Regions from separate parts of the Siniperca chuatsi genome. Here region 2 is linked to region 1. A link is a contact called in public Hi-C data. All regions are on one chromosome and are shown on one strand. Each heading gives the region's core, a stretch centred on a gene start, on an enhancer-like site or on the middle of the called end of the contact. The rest is flanking DNA. Distances are from core to core; before and after follow the strand shown.

Evidence for each region. A called contact is a pair of places that touch in the nucleus more often than the background predicts.
Region 2: a contact with region 1 is called in a Hi-C map of liver, with 1.8 times the contacts expected there. The contact joins the promoter of LOC122865460 here to the enhancer-like site in region 1. A contact is called at or near these places in 2 of 3 Hi-C or Micro-C datasets (liver and skeletal muscle).

The regions. Positions count from the first base shown.
Region 1 is chrLG2:12,596,341-12,600,148 of ASM2008510v1, reverse strand. It overlaps LOC122861363 (R3H domain-containing protein 2), which reads left to right. Exons shown (of 26, transcript XM_044165750.1): 19 at 3,024-3,181; 20 at 3,780-3,808. Among protein-coding and RNA genes, the nearest start is that of LOC122887580, 19 kb to the right of the region's middle. Within about 2 kb of position 2,083, the one cell type or tissue checked has an H3K27ac peak away from gene starts, as active enhancers do. A contact at or near this core is called in liver, where this site is marked.
Region 2 is chrLG2:12,654,332-12,658,139 of ASM2008510v1, reverse strand. LOC122865460 (inhibin beta B chain) reads right to left here and starts at 2,067. Exons shown (of 2, transcript XM_044173915.1): 1 at 1,698-2,067; 2 at 1-1,264. The coding sequence starts at 2,067. The coding sequence ends at 483. LOC122865467 (a long non-coding RNA gene) reads left to right here. Exons shown (of 6, transcript XR_006375489.1): 6 at 499-630.

The DNA.
Region 1 (3,808 bases), core at 834-3,333:
AGAAATATCAAAAATGTGAACTGAGACCCTTCTGAATTGACTTCAGTTATAGTTGTTGAAACTTAATTAGTGTGAAGCCTGTTTGCAGGGGCCCCACTAATCCCACACATCCAAGAAACCAAGAAATTTAGACTACTTCTTCATTCTGAAAATAATCTATGTTGTCCAGGAAAATTTTTATATTATTATCACTCAGAATGCCTACTTAAACCTAATATTTTGTTTGAGACTCCACTGTTGGTAGTATAAGCTGCGCAGTATGACACTTCAAAGCAGGTTTACCAGACGCAAAATGGAAAAATGCTACCTTTTCATTTTGGCTCCCATGTCTGTCAGTCTAGCTGTTCAAATCAAATGCAGAGTGGAACGGACTTGCAGTGATCTTTTTGGGGTTGAGTCTGTTTTTTCCAGCGCCACAAGCGGAATTCTCAGAGAACCCCAGTGGAAATTAGCCAGCTAGCTAGCTGACTAACGTTATGCTGATGGGTTTTCATTTGGTTTTGTTGGGGCAAAATAGCTAACTGAAAGTTGGGTGGCCTACAATTTACTAGGCTGCGGAGGGAGAGAATAGTGGCGGCCAGCGCCGTCAACATAAAGCAGCAAATGTTACCACGGAAGTCTTTTAATGAAACTGGAGTGTTTTGCTAATGTTTGGGTGAACCGGATCTTTTGACTTAAACTACTTGATGACATATTCTAATGTCAGCCAGCCGGTAAGTTTGAGTTCAGCTGTCTCAACTCCAGTCTAGGCTCCCAGAGCTGTCAAAGGCGCAATCGAGTCCTGCATGCGATTATAAGATTGCCGCCTTAAGACACTTTCTAACCAACTGAAAGACGATAGACAAGTATGACACTTGAATATTTACAATCATTTTTTCAATATATTACTATGTTCTTTCACTTAAGACTAGACATGGCTGTAACTTGGATAGATGTAGGCTTTTTTTAATTGTCTGTGTGTGTCTGTGTGTGTTGAAAATGTACAGATTATGCAATTCAGTTTCTTCAAATTTAGATTTTTGCACTTAATTCTATGTGAAACTTTGCCATGGCAATAGAACATTTAGTAGAAAATATGATATAATGGTTAATTCAGATTATTTATTTCTAATTACAGAAGTGAGTGAGGCAGGGCAGAATGTCAAGGAGGTGTATGTTTAAGGAGGAATGGAAGGACAATCCTGAGTTCAGGGACTGGATAGGACATGTGGCAGGTGATGTACACCAGGCATACTGCAAGACATGCAAGAAAACATTTGATGTAGGCAACATGGGCACGTCTGCTGATAAAAGCCATGCCAAAGGACAGGGACACAAGAAGGTCACTTCAAGTCAGTGAGCCACGAATGACTGATTTCATCAATCAACCTCCCACCCCAAATTCTGAAGCTGGCAGGCAGGCAACAGTGGCAGAAAGTCAAAGGAGCAGTGAGGTCCAACCATCAACTTCTGAGAGTGTAACTCTACCCCAAGTTGCATCCAAAATTGGAACAAATTTCTTAAGTGAGCCTGTTTTTAGAAACAGAGATCTGCTGTGTTAAAAATGACCCTTTCTCATTTTTCTTTTAACTCTTGAGTTGTTTTTTTTTTTTTTTTTTTTTGCTGTGTTAGTAGTTATTTGTTTGACAAAGGTAAATTGAACTTAAAATTAAAATAAGATTTTATTCATCTACATCAATACAGCTATCGGCTACTAGGAGGTGCATGTAACAACCAAGCAGCAACCTCAGAGGCTGAAAATGAAGCCAACACGGAAGTGCCAAAAACAGTACCTTAAATGGCCATTTGAGTCTGGCTCCAAAAGCGAGTCAATCTCCAGAAGCTCCCATGTTAAAGACCAAAAAAATACTGTTTTGGTCTCTAAAGCTAGTTTCCCCGTTCATGACAACTCATCCGCTTAAATTATATTGAGGCCTAAAGTTATGCATAATTAAAGACATGGTCGCTTTGTGTGACAGCTGGGTGCCATCACAGTTGGCTGGGTTTAGCAAACAAGGCTTCTTTTACGCCCACCTCAGCTCCATCCACACTCCACCTCTTTGCCCATTTTTGGATTAGCCGGGAGCCAGCAGATTCAGGCACTGCCAGGATGGTGTCAGCCGGAACCACAGCACTGAGCTTCACAGTGGCTCTTCAAAAACCTATGGGTGATGTCACGGAGACTACATCCATAATTTATACAGTCTATGGTAACAACCCACTAAAATACCACCTGTTAAACAATGCTTTGACAATAACACACACCTTATGATGTTGTTCATATGAACATGTTCATATGAGGGACCTGGCGTATAAGCCAGTGTTTGGAGTGAGTATTGTAACTGCCACAATTCAAGAAAGTGTAAGTGTGAGTGGTGCTTTCTAAGTTATAAAAAAAACAAAAAAAAAAAGCAGTGCTGATCAGGTCTAACAAAAAGAGGAGTCCAGATGACCTTATTGTACAGTTAGCAGTGATGGGTGTAGCCGTCACCTGTAATGAACTTGAGGCACTTGAGAGTCAATACTAGGCCTACCGGTAAATTATATGACTGATGTTTAGGAGCAAGTGCTGTCCTGTATTGTCAAGAAAAACTTGGTCCTGGAAAATGATTTATGGAAAAATGGTGTGTTTGGCTTCAGAGTGCCTCTACAAATACATATGTATTGTGAAACCATTGATTTTGTGCAAATAAAGTGCTACTAACATCCACTTTTTTATGAAATCAAGGCATGGTATATAAACCTAAAAAAAAGTATAAAGGTAGTACAGAGAAATTTGTGTTTTTGTGTGCCATCGTCCAAGTTGCCTCAGTTTTGGCCTTTGAGCAAAGATTACTCATAGCACCATAATCTGAAAACTGCTGTGGTCTGTGTTTGTTGAAGTCAACTCTACTTCTGTCCTGTTTATACAGTGATTTTCCCCTCAAAGGCAAAGGCCCAACTATCCTTCTTGATAGTTCCTTCTCTTTTGTCTCCTGTCTTGTACTCTTCCTTTATCACCCTACTCTAATATCTTTCCTCCAATTGTTGTCTGTTGTCATCAGGTCTCCAGACCATGATGCCCAGCCAGCAGCCGAGCTACCAGGGCATGATGGGTGTGCAGCAGCCCCAAAACCCTGGTCTGCTCAATTCCCAGAGGGCAGGCATGGGAGGACAAATGCAAAGCATAATGGTTCAGTACCCACAGATGCCATCATATCAGGTATGGACAGTTTTAAGTCAGCTGTAGGATATAGGTGATACGGGATACAAAAATAAGTTTCATTGAGTAAATGAGCCTTGCCTGGTGAGCTGAAAACTTTAGCCCCACCAGTGTCTATATACCTGTGGCTAATCTTTACCAGGTTAAACAGCTCCATCTGGTGCACACTTAATGGTGACGAGTCAAAGTTATCTGACCCCTAAGAAATGTATTAGTTTGATCATTAATCTTGATCAACATCAATGTGAATGATGAATACATTATTGTCTATCTTGTAAATCCTTACATCAGAGTCATAAAATTACTAAACATAAATAGTGTGAAAGTGCACAAATATGCACTTTTTCTGATACTTTTAATGCAGAAGTAGGTTTAAGCAGCAGATAGTTCAGACCTTAATAACTTTACCAGATACTATTCCAAATGCTCATGAACTGAACAAGATAAAAATGGACATACAGATACAGCAACAAGCATTTGACCACATGTAAAAATTACATCATGACAGGTCTTGAGTTAATCCTTCTCTGTTAGTCTCGTCTTCTTTTCTCCATTGTCATTTTTCTACATGGTGTCTTTTCTCTTGACCCTTGTCCAGGTACCAGTGGGAAATGAAAATCAGCAGGT
Region 2 (3,808 bases), core at 818-3,317, 58 kb before region 1:
TGCTCAGTTTCTATCCTCTCTTTAATGTATGCTTCTTGACATATGGATGAAAAAATGTGTCTGCATTCAGACTCAGTGTATAATCTTATTTCAACTGGTTCTAGGCCCTCAACATTTTCTCTCCAACTAGCTCTTTACATACTGCATATTACAATACTTTAGAATTAAATGATGAGTGATAAACAGTATGATTTCATATTATATAATACAAAAAAATCTAGCGATTTAAATCTTGAATTTTTTATATATTCTTGTTAGAATATGCGTGAGTGCTGCAGTACTAGCTTATCCTATAATATTCTCTTTTTCTTTGTGCTATTTCCCTAATGTAATCTAAACACAGAGAAATACTTCCATTGTCATCTCCTGTGTTCATGTGTTTGCATCTTTCTGTCTGTCTACAATACACACATAATTCTTTTAAGTTTCCTGTGTTAAAACAAATCTGTGTTAACTATACCATGTCTTTCATAGTCTGTCCTTTATGTACATCCGCAGGACTCTACTATCATATCAGGGACATCCGTTTTGACAATGCTGTGCTGAGAGTTGAAGTACACCATAGAGAGTGGCCGACGCTCAGTGGGAACACAACATGAAGCTGCAGCCGTGTTAATGCCGTTGACTTTCAGCTGGCTGAAGACAGTGGCATGGAATGAGGATGCTATGCCTGGGGAGCCAGACAGATGTTGGGGGCACTGACCCATGCAGTAGTTCATATGGTAGCCTTCAGGTGCAATGATCCAGTCATGCCACTGGATATCCTTGAACTTGATGTAGAAGTCTCTCTTGCAGCACACGGTTACATCATCACCACAACGTAACGAGCGCTTCCTGACTAAGTGTTTGGAGTTGTCATCACGGAGACGTACCTGGGCCACCAGGAAGGGCTGGTTGGGGGAGCTAGCAGAGCCACCCAGGGAGCAAAGGTTCTTCCCATCCTCATAGCAGCTGACCTCCAGCCGCAGCCGGTGCTGGCCACCATCCAGGAAGGCCTGCATGGTGCGGGTGATGGGGAAAGTGTGCCAGTTACTCTCCTGGACCTCCAGCATCTTTTCTATCACCAGGGTGCGGTTTGTGCCTGACACCCGATCATCTGCAGAGAGGAAAACCCGGGCAGAGAGGCGGGAGTCTCTGTGAGGGTCCTCAGAGGAGCGAGCATAGACCCACAGAGAAGACTGGAGGACCTGGATACTCTGGCCACGTTCTTGCAGAAACTGGAAGGTAAGACTGAGGTTGGCCTTATCACCATTCTCTGTCTCATCTATAGAAGAACAACACAGACTGTTAATACTTTGGTAATTTTAGAGATTGTGTTACATAAGCAAAGGGGGAGTCATTTTAAACCATGCTTGAAAAGTAAAGCTACAGATTCTTGTAAAAATAAAGGACATGTCAGTCTACTTCCACCTATTTTAAGCATTTTACCTTTGTTATGGATGACCCTTAATGTAAGCTTGCAACAAGCCCTATAGACATTTTATGATTAAATCAAAAAATTGTTGACAGATACAACAATCCTAAACTTTTACCACATTTTATGGAACAGTACAACAACCTAAAGTAGTTAACAAGGAACCCTAGTTTGTGTGCATTTTACGCACTGACACGCCTAAAGCTCACATAAATGCGCTCATATGGTGTTTTAGTGCCACACAGGGGGGAAAAACCGTGTAAAAGGTGAATACCAAACTTACTTATATCTGCAAAGCTCACTATTTCATAGCCTTGATCTTTGGTAGGTATGTTGTTTTCTAGTTCAAGAGTACCATCCTGTCTGACGCGCCCCGAATGCAGTTTGCGCAGCGCTGTGAGGAGCGCCACCCGGGGCACCGTCTGAGTGATGTTTGGTCTCTCTTTCAGGTGCAGCTTGTCCAGAAGTTGCTGCTTGGCGATTTCTATCATCAGCCTTTGCTCTGCGTCTTTCTCCATGGCCGGCAAGCCACAGGACGCGCAGCCCGGGGAGCCACTGACACAGAGACCCTTCAACAACAAGGGTGCCAAAAGCAGAAACGCTGGGAATGAAAAAGACGGCATCATGCTTGACTCTGAAATAAATAAATGCATTTTTGTGCTCGGCGTGCGTAAAAGAACAAATAAAAGTCTTCAAATCCTTTTTCCTGAGTTGTTCTTTGGAAGTCACAAGTTCCCCAAATGTCAGAGGTCCTCGTTGGCAGCTGGACACCGTGAAGACAGGAGTTGAGAGAAATGAGTGGTGTTTCACCCTCCTGATGGTAAAGATATCTGGGGTAATCCACCAAAACTGGTGACACGTTGGAGGGACGCACCAATGAGCGCATCGGGGCACCGAGGAAATTACTGGCAAAGCATCCGTGTGTCCTGCTCTCTCACACAACACACGCACTCGCACAACACACGCAAAACACGCGCCCTCACTAGGCTACTGACAGTCACCAACACGGAGAAGGGACGATTAGTAGTACAGGAATCAATAAAATTCCGTCAATGACACACCTGGTATAAGACTCCACTCTCTGCTTTGCATTAACAAAGACGTCGGTTTAAAAGTGATTGGTTATACTTTAGAATGAACCGGATATAATGAGGTCGTCACCTACGTTTATCACAACAGGTAGTTTCTGTGCCGCGTTGTCCTCACCAGGGCAACTGAGCAGGATACGCAACCTGCCATAATTCTTTCCGATCAAAGTTGAAATGCAGTGCCCTTTAACCCAGTTTCAGAATAGCCACCACACAACTGAATTGTAGTTCAACATTTGCAAGAGTGCTCGAGGCTATGAGGCGTGGACTACAGCACCGTATCTGAAACACGCTCTGTCATGTTCTCTACAAGGTGGCATAATATCATACTGTAAAATTATGCCACGTGTGTGTGTGTGTGTGTGTGTGTGTGTGTGTGTGTGTGAGTGAGTGAGAGAGAAAGAGAGAGAGAAAGGAAGAAGAACGACTCTCTGTCATGTAATTGCCCGTACATGTCTTGTCTGTTTGGGTTCTCAGGGTATTTTATGCATAAAATCAAATCCGAAATAGACCAGTTCATCAAAATTGCACAGCTTTTGAGCTTTAACGTAGGCTTTTTGCACTGTGAATCTGCTGAAATGGCATGGTTGCCCTAGATATATGACAGCACACATGCTGACATACAATGTCCTAATTTATACCTTAATATACATAATGGGTTCTGTAGCCATTAGTTTTTAAGCAATGTCAAGAATGCTACTTTAACAAATTACTTCTGTAGTGTGGACCTGCACACTATAGTTAACCTACTGAATGTAGTAACATGTTGCTAATAAGATATAGCCTACCATTTCAAACTCAAACTCAAACTCAACCAACTCAAACTTGGGTAAGGAGCCGTACAGATATGCACCCCCGGAAAAGGAATGACTTTCAAAATAACTTCCACATGGACAGATATAGCTAATAGGCTATAAGCTGTATTGACAGTCAAGTTTTCTCAAAACTTGTCCAGAACTGTAAAGTGTATCATTGAGATATACAAGTTATAACAATGGTACTCATAGTGAATATGTATGTTGTTTTTGTTTGTGTTTTTTTGCCTTAGGGTTGAATATGAGGTTGAGCGACAAGGCCTTACTATGGTAAAGAAGTACTTGCCTGCCTACATGTGGGGAATTTTAGGAACTACAACAAACTTTACTTATGTAGTGGTGCCTTTAAATACTGTGTAAAATACAAGTGTACAAATTAAAAGTAAAGAATGTTGTTAACCGAATCATGAACATGCATTATTTCCTAAGGAAGGTTGAAAAATAAGATTAAAACTCATAATCATTCAATGTTAGACTGGTAATGTTAATAT